Regions from separate parts of the Cricetulus griseus genome. Here region 2 is linked to region 1. Evidence: chromatin contacts called from public Micro-C data. All regions are on one chromosome and are shown on one strand. Each heading gives the region's core, a stretch centred on a gene start, on an enhancer-like site or on the middle of the called end of the contact. The rest is flanking DNA. Distances are from core to core; before and after follow the strand shown.

What was found. Hi-C and Micro-C count contacts between places; a contact is called where the count stands out from the background.
Region 2: a contact with region 1 is called in a Micro-C map of the CHO-K1 cell line, with 4 times the contacts expected there. The contact joins the promoter of Usp38 here to the promoter of Smarca5 in region 1. A contact is called at or near these places in 2 of 8 Hi-C or Micro-C datasets (both in the CHO-K1 cell line).

The regions. Positions count from the first base shown.
Region 1 is chr3:156,512,560-156,516,046 of CriGri-PICRH-1.0, forward strand. Smarca5 (SWI/SNF-related matrix-associated actin-dependent regulator of chromatin subfamily A member 5) reads right to left here and starts at 1,915. Exons shown (of 24, transcript XM_027404878.2): 1 at 1,305-1,915. The coding sequence starts at 1,505.
Region 2 is chr3:156,777,969-156,781,455 of CriGri-PICRH-1.0, forward strand. It overlaps Usp38 (ubiquitin carboxyl-terminal hydrolase 38), which reads right to left and starts at 1,919. Exons shown (of 10, transcript XM_027404873.2): 1 at 1,207-1,919. The coding sequence starts at 1,888.

The DNA of each region.
Region 1 (3,487 bases), core at 665-3,164:
ACAATCCAGTTAAACAACTCTACAAGTTCAAAAGACCACTTAAAATCTTATTTAAGGGGCATAAATACATTTTTTGTTTTTGTAGATAGGGTTTCTCTTTGTAGCCCTGGCTGTACTGGAATTCACTCTGTAAACCGGGCTGGCCTCGAACTCAGAAATCCGCTCGCCTCTGCCTTCGGAGTGCTGGGATCAAAGGTGTGCCCACCACTGCCTGGCATCAAATACATTTTAAAATGAAACTTCACTTCAAATTGATGCACTACACTAACACCCCCCACACACACTAAAAGTGATTTCAAAGACTAGCAACACATTATTTCATCCAAGTGATGCAACTGCACCATCATTTCCTTATAGTGTAAATTCTGCAGCAAGGTTCATCTTTAGAGTATTATTCCAATATAAGTGCAGAAATTCTCAGACTGAACTATAGAACAGCACAAAACAAGTCCAAGGCCAAGAATAAAAACTAGAAGCAGTATCTTTGTTCCCAGGCAACTCAAAGCCTGGGAGCATATCCAAGAGACCTGTCTGGCAACTCCCCCATTTTTCCACCCTCTCCCCCATTTCCAGCATTGTCATCATCATCTGGCCCACTCGAGTCCCAGATGGTGGTTCAACGGCGAATTGTCTGAATGGCTTTAACAGGAGGTAATTCGCTGGGCTAGTAGCCCACCGCCCTCCCCCGATGCTCCCATTCATTCATTCATCCGTCCGTCCACCAACCCCTAATTAGATGGGGATCCGGGACAGGTGCTGCGGCTGTCACGCTGGCTCGCTCGCTCGCTCTCCTCCCGGTAGAGCGGGGCTCGGGAGGGGCCTCCCCTTGCTGCAGAGGCAGCTGCGCCCCGCTCATCCCCACTGCGCATTCGGCCCTCCAGCTCTCGCCATTGTTTCTGCCCACGACAGACAGATGCCGCCCCCGCCAGCACCGGGATGGGGCACTGGAGGCCCAAAGTCCCCGGCTGCGTGCGACGCTGACAAACGTCGCGCTCGCCCCGTGAATTCCACGGCGAAGGGGCCAGCTCCCTCGCCCTTCCCCAAAGTTTAGTGCAAACTAAAACCCAGATCCGGGGGAAACAGAGCCCTTCTGAGGGCGTCTAACGCTGGGGGAAACCGGGTCCCTCGACCACGGTAATCAGGAACATGTGTTTCCTAAGAGCGGTCGGCGAGCCGCCTAGGCTACTACGCGGAGGGAAACGCAGAGGTGAGGGAGGCAGACTCAGCGCCAGCGAGCGGGCAAGCGAGCATCCATCTCCCTCCCTCCTTCCCTCCCTGCGCGCACGCCCGCCCGCCGTGCTCACCTCCATGTCGGCGTCCGCGGGGCCCGCGCCCCCCGCACACGATGGAGCCGCAGGCGCCGCCACGGCCTCGGGGCCGCCTTTGTTGCCGCCGCCGCCGCTGCTGCTGCTGCTGCTCCCGCCGGCGCCCGCGGCCGCGGCCTTGGGAGGCGCGCTCTCGGGAGGCGGGGGCGGCGGAGGCTCGGCCGCCGACGACGACGACATGTTCCGGCTGCGTCACCCGCCGCGGCCACGGGCAGGCGCGGCGCGGAGGGAAGCGAAGCGGCCTGGGCCGGCCGGCCTGCCTGCTCGACTCTGGCGCCCGGGCCGACCGAGGAGCGAGCCCCGGCCGGAAGTTCTCACGCGCGGCGGCTCCGCCACCGACCCGAGCCGGCCCTGCCGCGGAGCTCGCCCCGACCTCCTCTTCCGCGGGACCCGGCTCCGCTCCACTCCGCCGGCGTTGACTTCACGGCGGGAATCACGTCGACGAGGGTGGGCGGGGCCAGCGGGGTCACGGAGGTCAGGGAGGGCGGGCTGACTCCGGGGAGACCGAGGGCTGAGGGCAGGGGAAAGGAAAGCGAAAGGTTCTGCGCGGCGTCCGGGCGCCTTCTCCTCGCCCCGCGTAGGTTCTCTTCTCCAACCACCGGGACAGCCGCCTACGCCACCCGCTCTCAACCCTCGCGAGATCGCTAGTCCTCTCCCTCCCCCCACCCTTCAGCGGCCGGATCGCGAGAGCGCATGCGCTTGCTCCTCCTGGGCCCCGCCTCCTCCAGCCCGCCCCCGAACTGCGGGGGGGGGGAGTGGGCGGGGCCTCGAGGAAGCGCGTCGGCGTAGGTTTGCGAAGGTGTGCGTGACGCGAGCTGGGCGCTTCTTAACGGCTCTTCGGCTCTCGCCGCGCCACAGAAGCCGGCCTGGGAGCGGCGCGACAGCCCGGGGACTGGCCTTCACCGTCGCGCCGCCGTCGCTCACGGCCAGACGTCACAGGTTCCCTCCAGTGACGTCGGACGTCCAAGAAAAAAATGCCCGCCCCATCAGCCATCCCACCCTTCCAGAGTTTATGGACTGCGAGCCTGTGAGATCCGGAATGGCAATAGCTGGGGACAAACGATGGCGTGTATTTTTTCCACGAGCATCAAAGAAAAATGTGCGTTTTTGTCTGCTTAAGAAATGTTTGTCAGGGGGCTGGAGAGATGGCTCAGTGGTTAAGAGCATTGGCTGCTCTTCCAGAGAACCTGAGTTCAATTAATTCCCAGCACCCACATGGCAGCTCACAACTGTCTACAACTCCAGTTTCAGGAGATGAACACCAATGCACAAAAAATGAATTTAAATAAATTATTTTTTTAAAAAAGTGTTTGTCAAGTATGTAACGCACGCCTTTAATCCCAGCACTTGGGAGGCAGAGGCAGGTGGATCTCTGAGAGTTTGAGCCCAGCCTGGTGTACAGAACGAGTCCCAGGACAGTCAGGGCTACACAGTGAGGCCTTGTCTCAAAAACTAAAAAAGAAAAAATTCTTAGCCAGGCGGTGGTGACAGAGAAGCCCTGCCTCTAAAAATTATTGGTGTTGCTTCTGCTTAGGCTGTGGTGGAGGCTCTGAGGCCTTGTGTCCTCTCCTGTGTCACCCACCTACTTCCCATTCATGACTTAGTGGCCACCAATATTGAATAAATGAAGTCCTTTCAAGAGTTAACTAAAACATGTTGAATTTCAAATCTCTTGGAATAAATAACATATGTAACACGAATGTTTGAACTAGTCGAATAATTCTCTAATAAAAACTCTCTGGAAGTAAGTGCTTCTGAAAGCTGCAGTTGTAGGTCAGTTGGTGGGATGCTTGCAGAACATACTGCTTGCAAACATCCTGGGCTTGAGCCCCAGCCCATTTTGATCCAGTGTGGTGATGCATGCCCAGAATCCCAACACTTGGGGAAGTGGAGACAGGGGGTCCACAGTTGGCTGCTAGACCAGTCTGGACTAAATGAGATCTTATCTCCAAAAATTTGTAAACAGAAACAAAATATTTCTAGTATATAACAATGCTTACATATCTATATGATTAAATTCAATAATTCTCATAATCCATACTTATTGGCAAAAAGCTTATTAAGGGATAAATTTCAATATTATTAGTATTATGTTAGATATATTGTACACCTAAAAGATAAACTATTAACATTTAACAATCATTAACATAGAAGTATGTTGA
Region 2 (3,487 bases), core at 669-3,168, 270 kb after region 1:
TAAGATGGTGAGCTTCACTGCTACAGTTGAAAGACTTCATAAGAAATCTAACTACGGCAAACGACAAGTAAAATTACAGGACAGGGAAGAGAATGTACCTAGTATATAATAAATGCATTGCATTGTGGGAGATTTTAAAACTTGACCCTTATTTCTGGTTAAGATAAAAAGAGGGCTGGGTGTTGGTGGTGAGCGCCTTTAATCCCAGCACTCGGGATGCAGAGGCAGGTGGATCTCTGTGAGTTCGAGGCCAGCCTGGTCTAAGAGTAAGTCCCAGGATAGGCTCCAAAGCTACACAGAGAAACCCTGTCTTGGAGGAAAAAAAAAAAATAGATAAAAAGAGGACAGCTTCACAAGTTCAGTTTGACTGACAGATTTTAAAGCCCCAAGGGCAGACACAGACAAAATTCTGAGGTGAAAGTGTTTTCTAAGTATTATCCTTTGACCCTTCCCAAGTTTGTGATGTAGTTTTCTTTTTTTTTGAGACAGGGTTTCTCTGTGGCTTTGGAGGCCGTCTTGGAACTAGCTTTTGAGACCAGGCTGGTCTTGAACTCACGGAGATACGCCTCCCAAGTGCTGGGATTAAAGGCGTGTGCCACCACCGCCTTTGATAAGGGCAGGCAAGACCAGCATCTACCTAAACTGCCACACTTCATACTTGTTTTAATGTTGCCTGGGTCTCTTGTCACAAATACTGTTGTAAAGCGACAATGACAATACTTTAAACTGGGACAATCTTATAATAGGTTGTGCGCGACCCTTGAATTCTTTTTAAAAAATGAGAACATTGAAAAACAGCTTCGACAAGATGATAGGTTACATACAATAATGACACTGTGGTAAGCATCATATGAGACCATTAGTCAGTAATGAGGGAAGCTTTTCGTAATGGCTGTCAGCCTGTAAGCATTCCAAAACTGGAGCAGAGGCTGGGTCATTAAGTGACTTGCCCAGTGACAAAGGTCTTGGGACTTAGGCATCTTTTGGCTACAACGTTCGATTCTGAACAAGGCAGTGAAGTGCAGTACAATTTTGTGGCTAAGGGTATTTAGATCTGCTCTCCATCAAGAATGCCTCTTACCGGAGGATTTACTCCAATAAAACATGCTTGCTGACCTTCCGGTCCTCACAAGAGAATGTTTCCGGGCAGAAAGCGTACTGTGTTTGAGACACATGTTGAACTTCCCCTGAAATAATGACCCTTACCTGTGGAAGAGATGCTTGCAAAAACTTCTTGCAGAGAAGGTAGCAGCGTGGAGGGCTCAGCCTTCCAGATGTTCTGTAGTAAGTTACTCACTTTCGTTACCTGGGAGACATACTCCCGCAGCTCCTTCTCCTGGGTGGACACACACTGGAAATGACCTATCGTTCGAACCAGCTGTTGACAGAAGGTAATGGACAGTTTCCCTTTGGGGACGCACTGTACGAAGTCCGTCAGCAGGTCGCTGAGTCGGGCACAGAGCTGCGGCTCCGGCCTCTCACAAACCATCCGCAGCACCTCCACCTGCAGCAGGCTGAAGAGGTCCAGCACCGACGGGCAGCTCATGATCAGCTTCAGGCCATTGTGAATGTAGTCCAGGATGGCTACGTCCTTCCTGTCCAGGGAGTGGTAGCCCTGTTGCAGGAGGCCCAACACGAAGGTCTTGTTGAAGAAGGACTCGAACTCGGGCCGGTGGTACCGCGCGTAGGCCTCCAGCACCTGGTGGCCCACCTGGCGCTGGAAAGGGTCCGGGCCCTCCAGGATGAGCCGGGTCGTCAGGTCAAACATGGCCTCGCACTGCGCCTCGTCGAGCCCGTGCTCCGCCGACTCCACCACCTTGCGCACAATCATCCGCTTGAGGGGCAGCGGATGCGAGGAACTCACCAGGCCCTCCAGGATCTTGTCCATCGTCGCCACGCTGCAAGGCCGGGCCCGGGGGACGAGGAGCGGGCGGCGGGGCGACGGCGGCGGCGACGGCGGCGGCGGCCCCGGGGGGCAGCCACATTTATCGAGTGCGAGCGCCCATCCGAGCCGGGGCGGAGCGGGGCTTCCGGGGCGCCTAGGGGCTGCCAGTGCCCGCCGTTCGCCGGAGGCCGGCACAGACGCCCCTCAGCATCCGGGCGCGGCGGCCCCGCAGGCCCCCGGGCTGAGTCCGAAGGTGAGGAGCGCCTCCGCGTCCCGGGGCGGCGAGGGCGTCCAGGCTCCCGCGGGTGCGCAGAGGAAAGCCGGCCCGGGCTGAGTCAGGCGGCGCTGTCACCCAGAGTGCCGCCAACAGCCAGGGAGAGAGAGGAGCCGGAGGCAGCGAACACCCTCGACCCGGATGCAGAAATACCGGCAAGGAGGAAGTGAAGCTCCGACGGACCCGGGCTAGGTCCGCCCTCGCTCCACCCACTTTTTCCGGTTTTTTTTTCTCCTCTCCTACATTCTACACACTTCCTTCTAGCCCCGCCCCTTCCCGGCCTCTCGCCCCATCTAGCTCCTCCCCTCCCCGACAGACCGCGCCCCCTTCCCTGACGCGCAGGCGCCGTGGCCCTGACGGAGTCACTCTGTCACTTCCGCGTCACTGGAGAAGGAGTGGCGCGTCACAGGCGGACATCCGGGAGGGCTGCTGAGGGAATCTGGAGGGGACCTTGCTGCTTTTAGGTTCTCGTCGCCTTTCTTTGATTAGAGACTCAGGGACCGCTGAGCACGACCGGATGGCGTCTGTGTGAGGCCGCCGGCGACTGCGGGGAGAGAAGCACTTCTCACGGGGCCGCCCGAATGCATTTCACAGGGAGCTTCTCCATGCAGACTGCACAGAAAACCGCGTCCTTGTTTGCCGTTGGCAGGGGAAGGAAAGGATGCAGGTGGTTTCGTAGAAGCCAGAACTGGCAGTTAGCTGGGGCATTTCCCCGAGCTCTAGAGCAGGATTGGGTGCAGGACTCTCACGGAGGGGGTAGAAAGGGGCGGGGGTGGCAGCTGAAGCTTACACAGAAGATGGCTCCAGCTGAGACAAGATGGAGGAACCGTTTACCCTGTCAGTCTGGGTGACGACGCTTAGGAAAATTCGAGGGAGTGCTGTTTATTTGGAAATGTTGTGTCAGAGGAAGTTTTGGGAACTCTAGAAGCGAGGAAGTGAGGAAAAGTATAAGAATACACAAACTTTTTGGGAAATCTTTTAAAAGACCTTTTTGGGTCTAGACACGCTCCAGTGCCTAAATGACTGGATTTTTTCCCGGAAACGACTGCTAAAGACATCTCTGGAAGTTTATACATGGAACGATGTTTTGAAACAGGGTTGTGGTAATAATGCAGTTAGTGAGCTTTTGAATTTTGTGCACAGTGTAAGCAGGCTGGAGTGTAAAGCAGAGAATAGAAGTATGTGTGTGTGCCTGTATAAAAGACTACTTCGGAAAGAAAACTTTTGACGACGTCATAAAGTTTACATTAAAGATCTTTCGCATCAAGGGAGGATATATGCGGTCATCATACATGTGCCCTTTCAAGTTAAATCCCAAAGATTCAAAA